2 separate regions of the Anser cygnoides genome follow, and region 2 is linked to region 1. The links are chromatin contacts, called in public Hi-C maps. All regions are on one chromosome and are shown on one strand. The core of a region is the stretch at or near the end of the contact, and the rest is flanking DNA. Distances in the headings are between cores, read along the strand shown. Region 1 holds the start of LOC125185080 (mitotic-spindle organizing protein 2B-like). Region 2 overlaps LOC106047451 (mucosa-associated lymphoid tissue lymphoma translocation protein 1-like).

Evidence for each region. Hi-C and Micro-C count contacts between places; a contact is called where the count stands out from the background.
Region 2: a contact with region 1 is called in a Hi-C map of fetal liver, with 1.8 times the contacts expected there. The contact joins the enhancer-like site here to the promoter of LOC125185080 in region 1. A contact is called at or near these places in 5 of 7 Hi-C or Micro-C datasets (fetal liver, granulosa cells and liver).

What each region holds. Positions count from the first base shown.
Region 1 is chr11:11,109,227-11,116,596 of Taihu_goose_T2T_genome, reverse strand. LOC125185080 (mitotic-spindle organizing protein 2B-like) reads left to right here and starts at 4,101. Exons shown (of 3, transcript XM_067003924.1): 1 at 4,101-4,282; 2 at 4,372-4,517. The coding sequence starts at 4,152.
Region 2 is chr11:11,208,788-11,216,252 of Taihu_goose_T2T_genome, reverse strand. It overlaps LOC106047451 (mucosa-associated lymphoid tissue lymphoma translocation protein 1-like), which reads right to left. Exons shown (of 15, transcript XM_048081428.2): 8 at 6,933-7,136; 9 at 1,950-2,127. Among named protein-coding and RNA genes, the nearest start is that of ALPK3, 18 kb to the right of the region's middle. Within about 2 kb of position 6,207, at least 1 of the 3 cell types and tissues checked has open chromatin away from gene starts, as enhancers often do. A contact at or near this core is called in fetal liver, where this site is marked.

The DNA of each region.
Region 1 (7,370 bases), core at 2,852-5,351:
CCTCCCAGCAACGCCTGCATCACTTGAATGTCTCTGAAAACAGTGCCCGGTATTCTGTTTCCAGCCACAGCAGTCTCCAGTGCTGCAGGAGGAGGATCAAATAACCCCGAAGCTCCGCTGCCAAAGTTTATAGCAAAGTGGAGAAAATTGTTCCCGATCCCTGCAGGCTACCAGCAAAACGTGCGGTGTAGCACATACGTAGCACACACATGCATATGGCACGCACATGGCCCAGCTGAATGCCTCCTTTCAAATCTTGTGGAGACCAACTTATTTGACACAAGGGGCAAGTTTCAGCTCACAATTCAGAGACCACCCTTGCTCGGTCCTTTTGGTGAACTTCCCCAGCATCATCTCAAAGCAGCTACTTGCTCCTGGTGCTGTTTAAAAACTGTTGAAAAATATCTGTGCTTGGATGCCTCCACCTCATTTTCAGTCTCCGCTTGTGATGAGTTCCGCCCTTTTCCTTGCACAATTTTGGAGGGATGTCTCCAAACAGCATGCTTGGGCAGATCTTTTAGGTGAGTTCTTCCCAGTGCCTTGCTACTGATGCAGCTGTGTCCCTCCCGAAAACTCACCCTCACTCACCCCTGAACTGTTTGCTGTTCGTATTAGTGGGGTCGCTCTGAGACGGGGGGTGGAGAAGAAGTGCTAGAAATATCTCTGCTCGGAGACACTACTGTTAATACAACCCATCATTTATTTAATTAGCTGGTTCCTCTGCTGTAACCATAACCATCACTTCCATCACTGGAAACTGGTTCCTACTGAGTGGCAAATCAAACTTTCCTTAACTCCAACCAGCCTAAACATGCTGCATCTTCTTGTCTAAGAAGTCAATTATGAAAGAAAAATCATTATATTAAACTGACGCAATGTATCTGTGAGAAATTCTGTTTCCATTTGCCTTCCTATCTTGAAGGATTTCCTTCAAAACATGGGTCAGAGCCTCACAAGGTTACGAAAGCCTATATATGTTTTAGTCTCCCTTTTCCCTATTCTGGATGTGGGAGGCACATTAGCTCAATTTCTTTGCTATTTGAGCTCTATCCAGGTAATCCTAAATCTGATCCTTCTTTCACAGTGAGATGACCTTGCTCCTTTCCTCCTTGCTCTCACACAGCACCTCCTGGTTGAGCCTCATCTCATGCATTTGAAGTGTGTCCTCATCTGGTGGTTGTGCCTCAGGCACTCTCTCCATCACATCTTGTTCAGCCTGATGACCTGCACAGCTACAAGTCTTTCATTTCCAGGATAAATTTATGCATACTGATTTTTTCTCTGTTAAATGGCAGCGCACAGCAAGTCCTGATTTGTGTCTGTGTGGGACCGATGGCTCTGCACATGCGTGTCCTCTCTCACTGTTCATGTTCGGGGTGGGCTTGCTGTGCGGGTACAGTGCACTGTGATTTACTGCCCATATGCAGCATTATGGCTTCTCTGCGCATGCACAGCATGTCCTGATTTACTGCACGCATTAAGGGCTACCTCTCTGCACATTCACAGCATGTCTGGTTCTAGTGCCTGTGCTCAGCGCGCGCTCTCTGACCATGCATATAGTATGTGCTGATTTACGGGGCAGGGTCTTCCACCTCTTTGCCTCATGCAGAGTACCTTGACGTGCTGCTCTTACATGCCACTGCCTCTCTCCAAGGGGAACAGTCTGCCTGATTTGCCACTTGTGCACAGGGCAGTCTCAGATTTACAGCGCGTGCGATGGGAAGCCACTCCATGTGGTGTAGTGTGGCCTCCATGTGTTCACGACATCCAAATTTATCACGTGTGTTAGTGACGGGTCCTGGTTTCCCATGCATGTGCTGTGCAATCCCTGTGCAGGCGCAGTGCAGTGCTACTTTCTCTGTGTGTGCAAGCACTATCACCGTGTCCTGACATCTGAGCACCCCCCCCACTTCCAGCTAGCAATTTATGGTAAAGTCTTGGGGGCTCTGTGCTGCACGCAATTCCCTTTTCCTTCCACACATGGGCTGTCTGAGACGTCTCTGCCCATGACCATCTGCCCTGCCCCTCTCATAACTGTGTCTTACAAGGGCTGAGATGCAGCCTTGCACCACCACCCTTGGCTGCCCTGGCTGATGGCCTGCTCTGGAAACCATGGGCTGCAAGGGTGTTAAAAGTCCTGCCAGAGGTAGTGGAGGGTGTCTCTGGGGGGCAAATGTCCAGCAGGCGTCATTTGACCAGAGCTTCAGGTGCCACTCAGATTGCAGCTCCAGGAACTGAAGGCTTTCCAGAGGATGTTTGTGGGCTGCCAATGACTTCCTCTACAGACCTGTTGGCTTGGTAGAGCAAAGGGGAAAACTGTCCTATCAGAGACACCAGAAGTGCTTCAGAGAGCAGAGGAGACCATGCGACATGTCCAACAGCCCAGAGGAGACTGCTGTCACTCAAAAAAAAAATTGCAGAACATGCCTATCCAGGCTTACACCAAGGAAAGTGAGGAAGTTGTGACCCACAGCTACGACCTACGACAGCCCATGAGGGAAACATGGGAGAGGCAGGATCTCCCATCACTTGCCCTGGGAAGGTTTTCACCCCTGGCTGTGGTACTGGCAGCCAGAGCATGCAGGGAGAGCTTTCAGCTCCAATTTGTTGCAGGGAAGGTGTTTTCTGGTATTTTTTTTTTTCCAGAGGGTTGAGCTAAAAAGCATCCTGCCCTGTTCTGCTGTGACTTGTAGCTGAGCACTCAGATGCCACATTGGAAGTAGTCCAGGTGGGATCAGGAAGGGCTGGGGAGTGCATCACCTACACAGTGAGGGCTCTTGCCCTTGCATTTGACTTCCAGCCATTCCCACAGTGCTTCCTGCACATCATATACCTGAGCAAGCAGGAGAGTAAGCACGAGGACGTCACCCAGTCTTCTCACCAACACAGACCCCAAACTGCCCCACTCAGCTGAAGGCCCTTCCAGAAGTCCATCGTTCAGGGCTACCTCATGCTTTGCAGCTGTGGCGCTGCTGGTCCACAGACAGCATGGTAATTCACACTGGCAGCTGCTGCTCCCGTTATCAGTGCTGTGATAATTGTCCCCGCTGGGCTGGTCCCGCTCAGGGCCATTAGCAGCAAGGTCCTTTTTTTATCATCATACGTCTTGTTCCTGTCTTGGCAGCTACAGTAAATACCTGTCTGTTACTGAGGCTGAACGCCCGTAAGGACACACGGTCAGGTCACCCTGTGGCGGGTGCTGATTTTTGCACAGTTGCAGCTTTCTTGGGGTGCGAAGCAGCAGCGTACATCGCCTGTGGCTTACTGCAGGGATGGGCTGGGGTCTCCTGCGGTGGTGCCTGGGGGTGACATCCCTGCATCGTGCCCTCGCTCCAGCTCTGCCATCCGTTCATCCGTGCAGCTGGTCTGTCTGCGGTCTCCGCCTGCACGGAGGTGGGGGGAGCGGGGTAGGCGATCTCCCCTGATGGTGGAGGCGATGCTGATTTCCATTTAGATAGAAGAATTTCAATCTCAGCTTGACGTCTCCTCGCAACTCAAGACCCAAATTTCCAATTTGCTTCCTCACACGAAGCCAGATGCTCCCTGCTGGCTTGGGAACTGAAGCACGTTAGAGGCACTGGAGCCCTGCAAAGGTGGACAGCCAGGTGTGTGAATGCGGCCAGTTATCGATATTCAGGCCCCTGGGGCAGCTGGCACACGTGGCTGCACGGCTCCTTCCACACACCCCGGTCTGCTGCCCTGCCTGGGGCCCAAAGCGCTCCCTTCACCCATAGGCCTGCCCCCCGCAGCCCTTGTCCGGGGTGAGGGGAGTAAAACCAGCACCCCGCGCCGGCCCCCACAGCGCAGGATCCAGGTGGCTCAAGAAAAGAAACACGGCAAGAAATTCGGCCACGGGGGCGTCCCAGGGGGCTGCCTCCCTCGGGCGCGTGCCCGCAGGTGGGCACCTCACAGGGCTCGCACTCGTGACCGCCGCCGCGAGGCCACGGCCCACCAAAGCCCTCCAGCTCTTCACCACAGGGGGGACGAGGGGAACCGGGGGCCCAGAGAACCCCGCCGAGCCTCCGCCGCCGGGGAGGCCGCCGCGGGGCCGGGGGCTGAGGCGCGGCTGCCCCCTGCCGGCCGCGGGCGGCGGGGCCGCGGGGCGGTGCCGGGCCGGGAGGGGCGCGGCGAGGCGGCGGCACGGGGCCGCCATGTCGGGAGTGACGCTGGGCAAGGTGGCGGCGGCGGCGCGGCCGCGGCGGAAGGTGCTGAGCGCGGAGGAGGCGGAGCTGTTCGAGCTGGCGCAGGCGGCGGGCAGCGGGCTGGACCCGGAGGTGTTCAAGTGAGCGGCGGGGCGGGCGGCGCGGGGCGCGGCGGAGCTCCCCTCCCCCGGAGCCTCCCCGGAGCCCCCCGCTGACGGCCGCCCCGCAGGGTGCTGCTGGACCTGCTGCGCATGAACGTGGCGCCGCTCGCCGTCTTCCAGGTGCTCAAGTCCATGTGCGCCGGGCAGCGGCTGCCGGCGGGCACCGAGAGCGGAGCCCCCGCCGCGCCGGCGCCGCTCCCCGCCGACGGCCGAGGTAGGCGGCGGGCAGGCGGGCGGGGGCCGGGCGGGGGGCGGCGGCGGGCCCTGACCTCTCTGTGTCTCTCCCGCCCAGAGCCCCTGGAGGAGCCGCTCGCCTTCGCCTCCGCCCTGCGGCTTCCGCGGCCCGCCGGCGTCCGCCCGCCCGCCGCCTGCTGCCGCCCGCTGCCCCGCTGCGTCTCCGCGCCGCCCGCCGGCCGCGCCGCGGGCTCGGCGCCGGGGGCTCGCCCGATCGGGCCGCCGGCGGCCCCGGGGCGCGGGGTGAGGGCCGGGCGGCAGGGCCTGCGGCTGCTGGCGGCGCGGCCCGGCGGCGCGGCCGGGCCCCGGGGGCCGCCTCCTCCGCGGGAGGCCCGCGGCGCCCGCTCCGTGTGAGGCGGCGGGGCCCGGCCGCGCCTCCCGGCCCGAGCGGAGCCCCGCGGGCGCTGTCGCAGCCCGGTGTTTTACCCGTGCTTCGCTCCCTCCGCGGAGGGAGCAGCTCGCGAGGAGCGGGAGCGGCGCGGGGTGTCAGGAAAAGGAAGGGGTCGCTGAGGTGACTCGCGCTGGGTTTCCTACCTGCGTAGGCTGGCGGCCTGCCTCGCTCCTCTGAGGCTTCCAAGCAGCCTAACCCCCCGAATATGTAATGCTGCATAACGCTGTTTCGATTTTGTATTTAGCTCTCAGAAACACGAGTTTCTGGTATGCTAGGAATCACTGAAAACAGGAGCTGTGGTGCTTCATCTGCTCCATCCACGTGTGGTAGCACAGCAGCTTGTGCTGCTCACCCGTCGGGTTCCTGTGCCCGAATGAATGTTTTTTTTCGTGGGAATGTGAAATGGAAAGGGGAGGCTGGGTGGAGCTGTCAACTATAGCAGTGACTGCTTTGGAATATAATTATTCTTACTGCTCTGACCTCAGAGGTCAGTAACAAATGTAGCCCTGAAGCTGTGCCATATTTTTTCCAAGCCAATTCTAATAAAACTTTATTCCCTCTACTTTCTGAAGTGGCTTTTGGCTGGTAGTGTGACACATCTGTGGGTTACTTGTAAAAGGTTCGAAAGGCTTAACTAAAATGTCTGCTGTCACTAAGCTTAAATTCAGTGCGCAGGAGAGCTCTCACTTCTTCTGAGGTTAGTAACGTAGTAAAAAGGGGTAATGGCCAAAACAGCGTGGTTTCATGGATGATTTGCGCAGTTGCCAAGAACAAAACTACGCTGAAAGATAGGTTTGCTTCACACCTCAGGATTGCATGGGGGTTTGATGGTTGCTCAGTGGGAGTGTAGAGATGGATGAGGTCAAGCTGAATTTTATTGTTGTGTTCTGTTCTCCCTTCTTCTCAGTGTTCCAGGGCGAAAACTTCACTGTAGCTGATGAGTATTTGTTGACCCGTGAAGAATTCTGTAGTAAAACTGAAAAAGAAAACTTTTGCCAGCAGCCACTGTGTTGGGAACACAGAACGATGGAAAAAAGAAAACCTTGGCTGTCAGTGTAGGTAACAAGTAAGGCTGAGGGCAAGTAAGGTTCTCCTGTCATGATATCGTACTGCAGCTTAGTCTAGTCTCACTGCCGAGACTGCGTTGGTGATAGGGAGTGCTTATTCTGTACGGCAGCTGGCTGTGCTTGCAGGCCTGTGTACCTGATGGCGCGTCCTACAGAGAGCAGATCTGAAAGGCAAGATTCACTTGAATATCTTCAAGCAGTCTGTTTCAGGGTAAGACTGATTATGCACCTTCACAGTAGCAGAGCGTGCTACTTCTAGTGTGTATTTCCACATGGTAAATGGGTGCAGTTCGCCTCATTGAGCAGCTGGGGGTAGCATGGATGCTGAGGAAGTTTACTAAAGCCTTAACTGGAATTTGGGTGTGCAGATAAGGTGTCCTGGACTCCCAGGACCTGATGGTTCCTCTTTCTTGCTGAAAGAGGTGTTCTTGATTAAAAGTTTCCTGGTGAGAGGATGTGAGTGGTAAAGAGAACAGACTTGCGTATGAGATTTTTAAAGATGCACAGAGGAAAAAGAAGACACCTGGCTATTTTTCTGGAGCAAAGTGAGAGGGGCACAGCACTTGGATATTTTAAGAAAGCAGCAGATTGCTGTTCCTTGCCACGTTGAGAGGAAATGTCTCAAAATAAGAGAGTAGCAATTCCGAACAAAAGATGCTTTAAATCCTGCTCTCTTGTTCTAGTTTGGTGCTTCAGGTGTGACGGGCCCTGCAAACTATGAAGGAACTTTGGGTGATGTTTGTTCCTGTTTGTCTGTTAATATGGAGTAGCTTTTCTTCTCTCATAATGCTGTTTAGTACTTTAGTACGTAGTACTTCGTGTAAAAAAACAAACAAACAAAAAAACAGCTTCTTCTAATACTGGGCCACTGCCATGAGCTACTTCTAGCTAGTTGTAGGCCAGCTCCAGTTTGAAATGGTTAGATGGTGACTCCTCTGTTAATGAGCATTAAATTCCTCAAGAGGAAGTCAGAAACCCTATGGCAGAGTTGATCTGCCCTCAGTAGTTGCCTTCTACAGCTAGAGGTAGTGCAAATACATTAAAGAGCCTGAGTTTCTAGGACTTAACATCCGTCTTGGGGTCTTAAATCAGTTTTCCCGTTATCAGTCCAAGATGTTCGTTCTGCATCTTTAAGCAGAGCATCTCCTGGTCCAAGACATGCCCAAGCCTGACTGCATTCTTACTGTCTCAGGCCCCTGGTGCTGCCAGTCCTTAATGTCTGTAGTTTCTCTTTAAAATTACCACGTTGAAACCCTTGAGGACATTGTGACGAGCTGTCTGAACTGAGGGTGAAGTGTAGCGAAAATCAGAGAAAGATGAGCCTAGCTCTATGTTGCTTATGGTAAATACATTGTTAGTTTGGGCTTTTGTGCTT
Region 2 (7,465 bases), core at 4,958-7,457, 98 kb before region 1:
GGAATATGCATTTCTCATCGCCTTGGCATTTCTGATGCCGACATATGGGGCGAAGAGATACTCCGCGTGAGATCCCTCTTAGCACACACATAGCTCCTCCTGCTTCACGGACAGCTGGGCAAGCCACCAAAAGACAACAGCTATCTGCAATTCACAACATCAGTTTAACCAAAAGGGCGTTGGGAAAGGAGGCCCTGTGAGCCCTGTTTTACTGATTGATATAAACACATCCATTTATGAAATCCAGATGCTTTGCTGAGCTGAAGCAGTGACTTCTTAAGAAAAACAAGCCCAGCAGAGAGCTTCTGCAGCAAACCCCTGTGAGCCCAGGGATAACACCTTCTGCACTAAGTGCTGCACTTGCTGTGGGAAAGGGTAGAAAAGAAGTGTGAGATTGGGGGAGGAAGAGAGAAAAACAGCCACATAGCCACGCTTAAACATCACAGCAGATCTCACATCGCATCCTTTTCCCAAAGCGCCGGAAGAATTCACGGAGCACATAAACAGCCAGCAACACCAAGGACGGAGGTATCAGCTCTAAAGCCACTTCATGGATTATCGCTGTTTGTGTTAGAAATCCCAGTGCAGTACTGCCCTGCTCTTTCCAGGTGGAGCATTTGACATTTGGGTGAGTTCCTGGCCTGACCTCCGCCCTCAGATTTGGCAGGAGCTGCGCTGATGATTCAGCAGTGCCCCTCAGCAAGGGCTCTCAGCAGCACGGGGCAGGGAATCAAGGCGCTCTGCTCCCGCTGTGTGCTGGCAGTAGCAGTGAGACAGCAGGAGGAGAGGGATGCTTCGCTATGGGGCTTTTGGGGCGTGTATCACAGGACAGCAAGCTCTATCAATGTTGGCAACTCAGAGCTGCAAAATGCAGGATAAGTCCCAGTGCAACCAGCTTGCCAGCAATTCAAAGCAAGTGTTCCCACCTCTGCAGCTAAAAGATGTCAAAGATCTAATGTCTTTCTAGGGGCTAGCGGTTCTTTTGGGACAGCGCCATCAAAATCTTTACTGTCTTTCCATTGCTCAGTGCAGGAACCGCAGAAGGAAGAGGGAGAATTTTCTGCCTTTGACCTCCAGGTCCTTCCTGTCCTGTAAATCCACCTCAGGAGCCCCAAATAAATGAAACGATCACAGCTTCTACTAGCTAAGCCTAACTACCTTTGTTGGAAATGGGCAAGTAGTAACTTTCTGCAGCCCAAAAGATGCACCATGGAGATCTGCGGGCCAAGGCAGGATGATAGGTTTTCTACAATGAGAAGAAAAAAGCTGATTCCCGACCTCAGCAGCAGCCTTGGTCCCACTTCACACGACGACTTCAGAAGCCTTTAAGGCCAGTAAAATCAAGTGGCATGGCTTAAGATATTTTCCACATTGTGTTGCGCTCTTCTTACTGAGATGTTAACAAAAACACAGCCGAGAGAAAGAGATGAGCTAAATGGCCCCAGGCTGAGCATGCGGGGCAACTCAGTGAGATGACATGGGGACACTGCTACAGCCTGCCTGGTCGGGTGGGTCAGTGCAGGTGGCTGAGACATAAAAGGCCAATCTGTACTATAGCTACGCTGAGTTTCAGCTAGCGCTTTACGCCGAAGTAGAGCCAGCCCTTTGCAGACTGCAGTTGACTTGCCTGAATAGCCTATATTTGTCAGGCTTTTTCATTCCCCTTCTCTCCAGCACGTCTCAGGCAGGATCTGATGCTTACAAAACTGCATCTAGCACGTGACTGACTGTGCTTCCCATGAGACCCTGCAAGACCTGACAGCCTTACTGATTTTATGACACAGACGGATAACCTTTCACAGAGGCCTCAGCAGTGCAACAGAGGACAAACATCTCATGTGGCTGTGCAGGAGCCCATTGCTGAAGGGGGGATGAGGCTGGCAGCTGTTTCCCCAAGCCCTCGAGATGCCACAATCTGTCCCACTGAGGAAGGGGGAAGAGCACCCTACCATTTTCTGCAGGTGTCCAGCAGGATGAGGTTCAGGGCCGTCTGCTGCTGCTGCATCTTCTGGAGGATCCTCTGCACGCTGATGCAGTTCTCAGGGGCATACGGTTGTGGAGCATCAATGGGGACCATGTAGTTCCTCCCCAGATGTTCATAGCCATGCCCAGCGTAGTAGAATATAGCTGGAAACGAGGAGAGGAGAGGATGAGTCACGGTGCAAACCTGTAGGCCTGTAACCAGCTTCCCATGGCCATCTTCCACCTCCTGCGCTGAAGGGATACTGGCGTGGGACAGACTTACACCAGTAGCACTTACAAATGGAAAACTTAAGCCATGTTGACCTCACAGTCTCAACTTTTTTCAAATCCATTCCCTTCAGCAGAGCTGACAGTAGCCCCAAGAAGCTCTCCTGTACTTGTGGTTTCCAGCAGTTCTTCAGGAGACACCAAAGTCACCGGGTATACATTAGCTAAACTGTAATCATTTGTGCTACAACACATTAACAACCTTTTAAATAAGAAACACCTCAGCTTCCTAGTTTTGGAGGAGAGACAATCAACAGCTTAGGTGACGGGAAACATTCCTGTGGTTTCAAAAGTCTGCCTGTATTTATACAACTATGAGCCAGTGAAAAATGAGATTCAGAAAGACAGAGAGAGATGAGTTCTCCAGATGTCCAGATCATGTGAACCATGTGCTTCAACAATCTCAAACCAGATACCAGCCCTGTAAGGTGGGAGAGGAGTCAGGACTCATCCAGACATTGGTGGGAAGTCCAACATCCAATGTGAATTTCGGTTTTGAGTTTTACTCTTGAGCATATGAAACATAACAATGGTTTCTACCTTTACAAGAGACAGCAACACGGGAACATCCAGCTTGGAAAGCCAGCACTGAGGAAGGTGACACAGCCAAAGCTGGTGCTTCTCCAGCCCCTGCACACGTGCTCAGGGATGAGCTCTCCTTCTGCCCAGGGGCCCCCAGGTGGGCTGTAGCTTCCCAAAAGGAAGCTGCGCAGTGGCTGTCTACCCCTTCCCAGCACTGATAAAACTGCTTGTGGGATGCTGTCGAAAGGCAACTTGGGGAACTGAAATCTGCTAAAAATAGCTCCATGAGGTGACGCAAACAGTTGCACTACCGCAATTGAAGGACAGTGAAGAATGAGAGGTCAGAAACGGGAACAAGCAGCTAAGAGGCAAAAGTAAGAGAAATTCGTAAGTCAGACTCCCTGCCAAAGCCCACGCTTCATTAAGTAACCTCTCCTCTATTTTCCTTCCCCTCTTCCTGCCCCTGTAGTCTGCAGGAAATTCACTTTGATCTCTGATGCTGGAAGGGATGCAATGAGTGGGGCAGGAGCTGAAGGACTGAAAGCATGATCTCATCGTATGGAGGCCTAAAGTCATCAGGGGTTTCCATTCTCAGAGTACAATGGAAAGTTACTCAAATAGATGTTTTCACAGGTGCCCACAAGGTTTGGGTTCCTCTTCTTATGGATTGCCAGCCAGAGACAGAGGGCTCTGACTTGCAGAAGTTTAAAACTTTCATAACTCACAAATCAAAGCCACAGAAGCCTACTCCAAAAAAGAGTATAAAATGGGAAGCATTCTGGAAAAATCAGATGCAGGCATTTCAGGCTTGGACTCTAAAGTAGTCAAGCACTTCTGGCTTTTGTCTGTCTGCCTCCATTTCTGTACATAAAATGGAGGTGATGACATCCTTTACCTGACAGTGTCACTGACACTTGGAAAAACCTGAAATATTACAGAAAAGCCCATAAGGGATCATTAAATCATTAAATCCCCTAACTTTGGGGGTCCTATTTTGCACCCTGAATACACTGTTGAACGCTCCCTGTGCTACATAAACCACAAAGACTTAAGTTCAAACAGAAAGACAGGTTCTTTATATCAGCTGAACAACCTTGCTGCAAATCTTTCCTAGACTTAATCTCTCTTCCTGAACAGGAACATCAACATTTTGCCTAGAGGGGGAAAAGGTATTTTTTCATTTGTTTGTTTTTTTGTTTTGTTTTGTTTTCCCCGAGACACATTTCAGTGCTCTTCCCACATCTTGTGAGTCAAAACTGCTGATCAGAGACAAGCTTCCGAGTACCAAATTAAAAAGGGGAAGCTCCAGGCACCGCTTATAATACAGGAAATGTCAGCATGCTGCTTAATTAACGCATGACAGCTTATTCCTAGTATTTCACTTGTAACTTTCTGCTCTTATTGCATTTCCGACATCATTTTTTTGACTCAGGACTTTTTAGGACGCTTGAAATAACCACTAGGGAGATTCCTTGTTTATCTGAGGACTATATAATTAGACTATTCAGGGGATGTCTGGGGCCTTCAAAATCATCATTTCTAAGAGGAGGTCTGGAGGAAAAGCAGCCAGATGAGCCACCACCTCCATGTAGTGAATTAGAGAAGCCTTTGAATCACCTCCAACATCCAGACATACGATACCTCTGTGCATAACAACGAAGCCTGGTTTTGTTCTGCGATGGAGAAATCTCGGATGAGGCTCAATAACATAAGAGTACAAAGTCCAGCAAAGTCCAGGTAACCCCAGGCAGTGCTTTGTCCGGGGCTGAGCGCTGATCGAACAGCGATGCTGGAGATAAGGACCTGGGGTCACAGCAGACACCCTGCTAAAGATGAGCCAGCACCTGGGAACAGAGCTATGTTAGGACATGCAGGACCAGCAGGGCAAGGGAAGTTCTTGGCACTCTCCTTGGCCCTAAGGAGACCCCACTTAGGTCCTGTGTCCAGTTTTAGGGACTTCAGTTCAAGAAGAAGGTGGAGAAGCTAGAAAAAGGACAGTGGGAGCTACTGAGATGCTGGGGTCCAGGGCCTGGGAAGAAAGCAGGGAGAGATGGGGTGGGATGGTGACGTGGAGGTGAAGGGAGGGTCTAACAAGAGCCTGCAACTGCTGTAGGAGCAATTAAAGAGACAGCAAAGCCCAGCTCTCCTCATCGGCACAGGCCATACAACACAGGGCAACCTCAGCTCCAGAGGGTCAGGAAAGACTTCCCAGGAGGAAGTCTGCCCTGAAAAGGGAATGTGGAGAAGTGGGGGGCTCCATGCTTGGGAGTCTCCAAAAAAGAAAACACCCACAGGTGGAGGCACTGAGATGTCTCTGTGCAGGTGCACGTCCAGCACACCCACGTGGATGTACAGGACCGGTTCCCACGTGGGCACCCCTGGGATCTTTGAAGTTTTAACAGGCTACCTAGATTGTGACTGGAACTGCAGCCTCACTACCATCATCCAGCACGTACAAGTTGCATGAAACCTGAACTTCTCAATCAGTTCTAGGTGTTTATCCTGGAGCTAGTGCCTTGAAAAATGGGCATATAGGGTTTAGGAGGAGTTGTTGGCTTCCTTGTAAATATGCATTAACAAGACAAGTTAATTTAAAGGATTTGTGCTTCACCTGTTTTTTTAATCTCATGCAAGAAAACAGCTGAAAAACTACTGGAAGATGCATCACAGCGAGATGCAGCACAGTTCAGGTGGAGAAGCCCTGGGGCAATCAGCAGGCAGACTGACCCAACACCCCACCCTAAGCCTGGATGCCACCCAACTACTGCAAGAGTCTTCCACTCAAATACAGGGCTGGGACCAGCCTGTGCCAAGGTTCACTGCCTCAGAATAATAGCAGACCACTCAGCTTAGAAAGCTGTAAAGAAAACTACTATTTGAAGCAGGCTATGCCTAGCAAACACTTGAGGATTATCAAGGTTCAGTAACTCAGCTGTTAATGTTTTCCTTGCCAGTGCACAAAATCAATTTTGCCAGGAAGGATCAATGGCCACAAATGCAGAAAAGCACTGGAAGTTTAAATAAGGCATGACAGCATGAAAGGTTTGCCATTTCCAAATCTTTTTCTTCTCCATTGCTTACGAAAACAGGGGAATTGTCATGGAAAAAAATGCCGTTTGGTCCTTGTGTGCTACAGATAGCAGGTAGGAATGGCAGTGCCTTACACAGACGTGGAAAAAGCACAGCACCTCCCCAGGGAGGACACTGGCCCAGGAGAGGCAAAGCCTCAGATGCAAGGGGATTTCAGACAGCAATCACAAAAGGAAGCTGCAGGTGAAGTCATAGGAATACGCTGTCATCAGATGACACACGGCTGGAGCAGCAAGAACTGCATGATGCCTTTCCCTGCCAGCTCAGCCTCCCTGAGTGAGTCAGTGCCTCCCGGAACAAGGTAGCTTTGCAATGTTTCCATCTGTGGCCTTGTCCCTGTCCATTGCACAACCTCCCAACCTCACACCGAGTGCTGGAGTTGGCCTGTGTTGACTTTTGCTGTCTCAATACCCTGGTTCACCATGCAGCTGAGAGGGTGGTGACGATAAGCACTTTCCAAAGCAGGCTGTGCCTCATGCTGAGGTTTCAAAGAAAAAAAAAAAAAACATCTGCCAGGTGTTTTGAGGGTATCCATCAGGCTGGAAGACCCTTAGAAACCTAAAGGAAGCTACTTTCACCACCAAAATCTGAACACCTGCTTTAAGACCCACAAGATCTGCTCTTTGGTTTTATGTTTAAGGAACACTTCCCATTGAAGCCCAGCCCCAAAGCCATCTGCAGCTGGGAATATGTGCTTCTGCAAAAAGGCTGTCAGAGGCTCAAACTGGACCACGAGGAATGAGAAACAAGCAAATTGTGGCCAGCTGTAGCCATGACAGATCAACAGGAGCTCCTGTCCTGGCAAAGGACCAGGTGGGGCAATCAACAACCTCCTGAATTTTAAAACACCCTCTCCCATTCACAATTGGAAGCACTGACTCCCCAAAACATCAGCAGAAACCCATGCTAATTGAGCCAAAGGGTAGCCATGTGACAGTGAAAAACCTGTTCTGCTTGCCTGTAACCTAGACAAAACGTTTACCTGAAAAGGTAATTTTTTTTATTTTTTTATTTTTTTTGCTCCTCCCTTGTATCAACCACTGCTACATGTACATAAACGGATGCCTTACCATAGACTCCTTTTCCCAGGAGCTGCAGGAACCGACTGACTGCTGTCACCATCTCAGCCTTGTTCAGGTCCAGAAGAGAGACAACTTGGAAGCCCAGCTGCTTCAGAAGAACACTCAGCTCAAACACGTCTGTGACGGGAGCCATCAGGTTTGGATGATGCTGGTAGCGGTTGTTGCCCACTAAAAGTGCTATCTTGCCTGTAGCTAACAGAAACACCAAGTGAAAAAGCTGTAAGCACACAGCAAGTGGCAAGGTCTCACTTCCTTCGGTTGGTGTGAGGACAGGGGAAATTTTTCTCAGTTTTAGGCAGGAAGGTTAGACCTTACCCTGTCACGAGCCTGGAATGCCCTCCAGAAAGCACTCAGCTTTCTGAACGCTTTGACAAAACATGCAAGGCATCATTTTGAAAGAAAGACCTGAGAAGTTTCCATGTGGAAAGCAAAACCGCAGGAGTGGAGGAGGATCTGCACTACTGAGGCTATTTGGCACCAGCCCTACTGTGACTGTTACGCATGCTGGCGGCCCCTGGGAG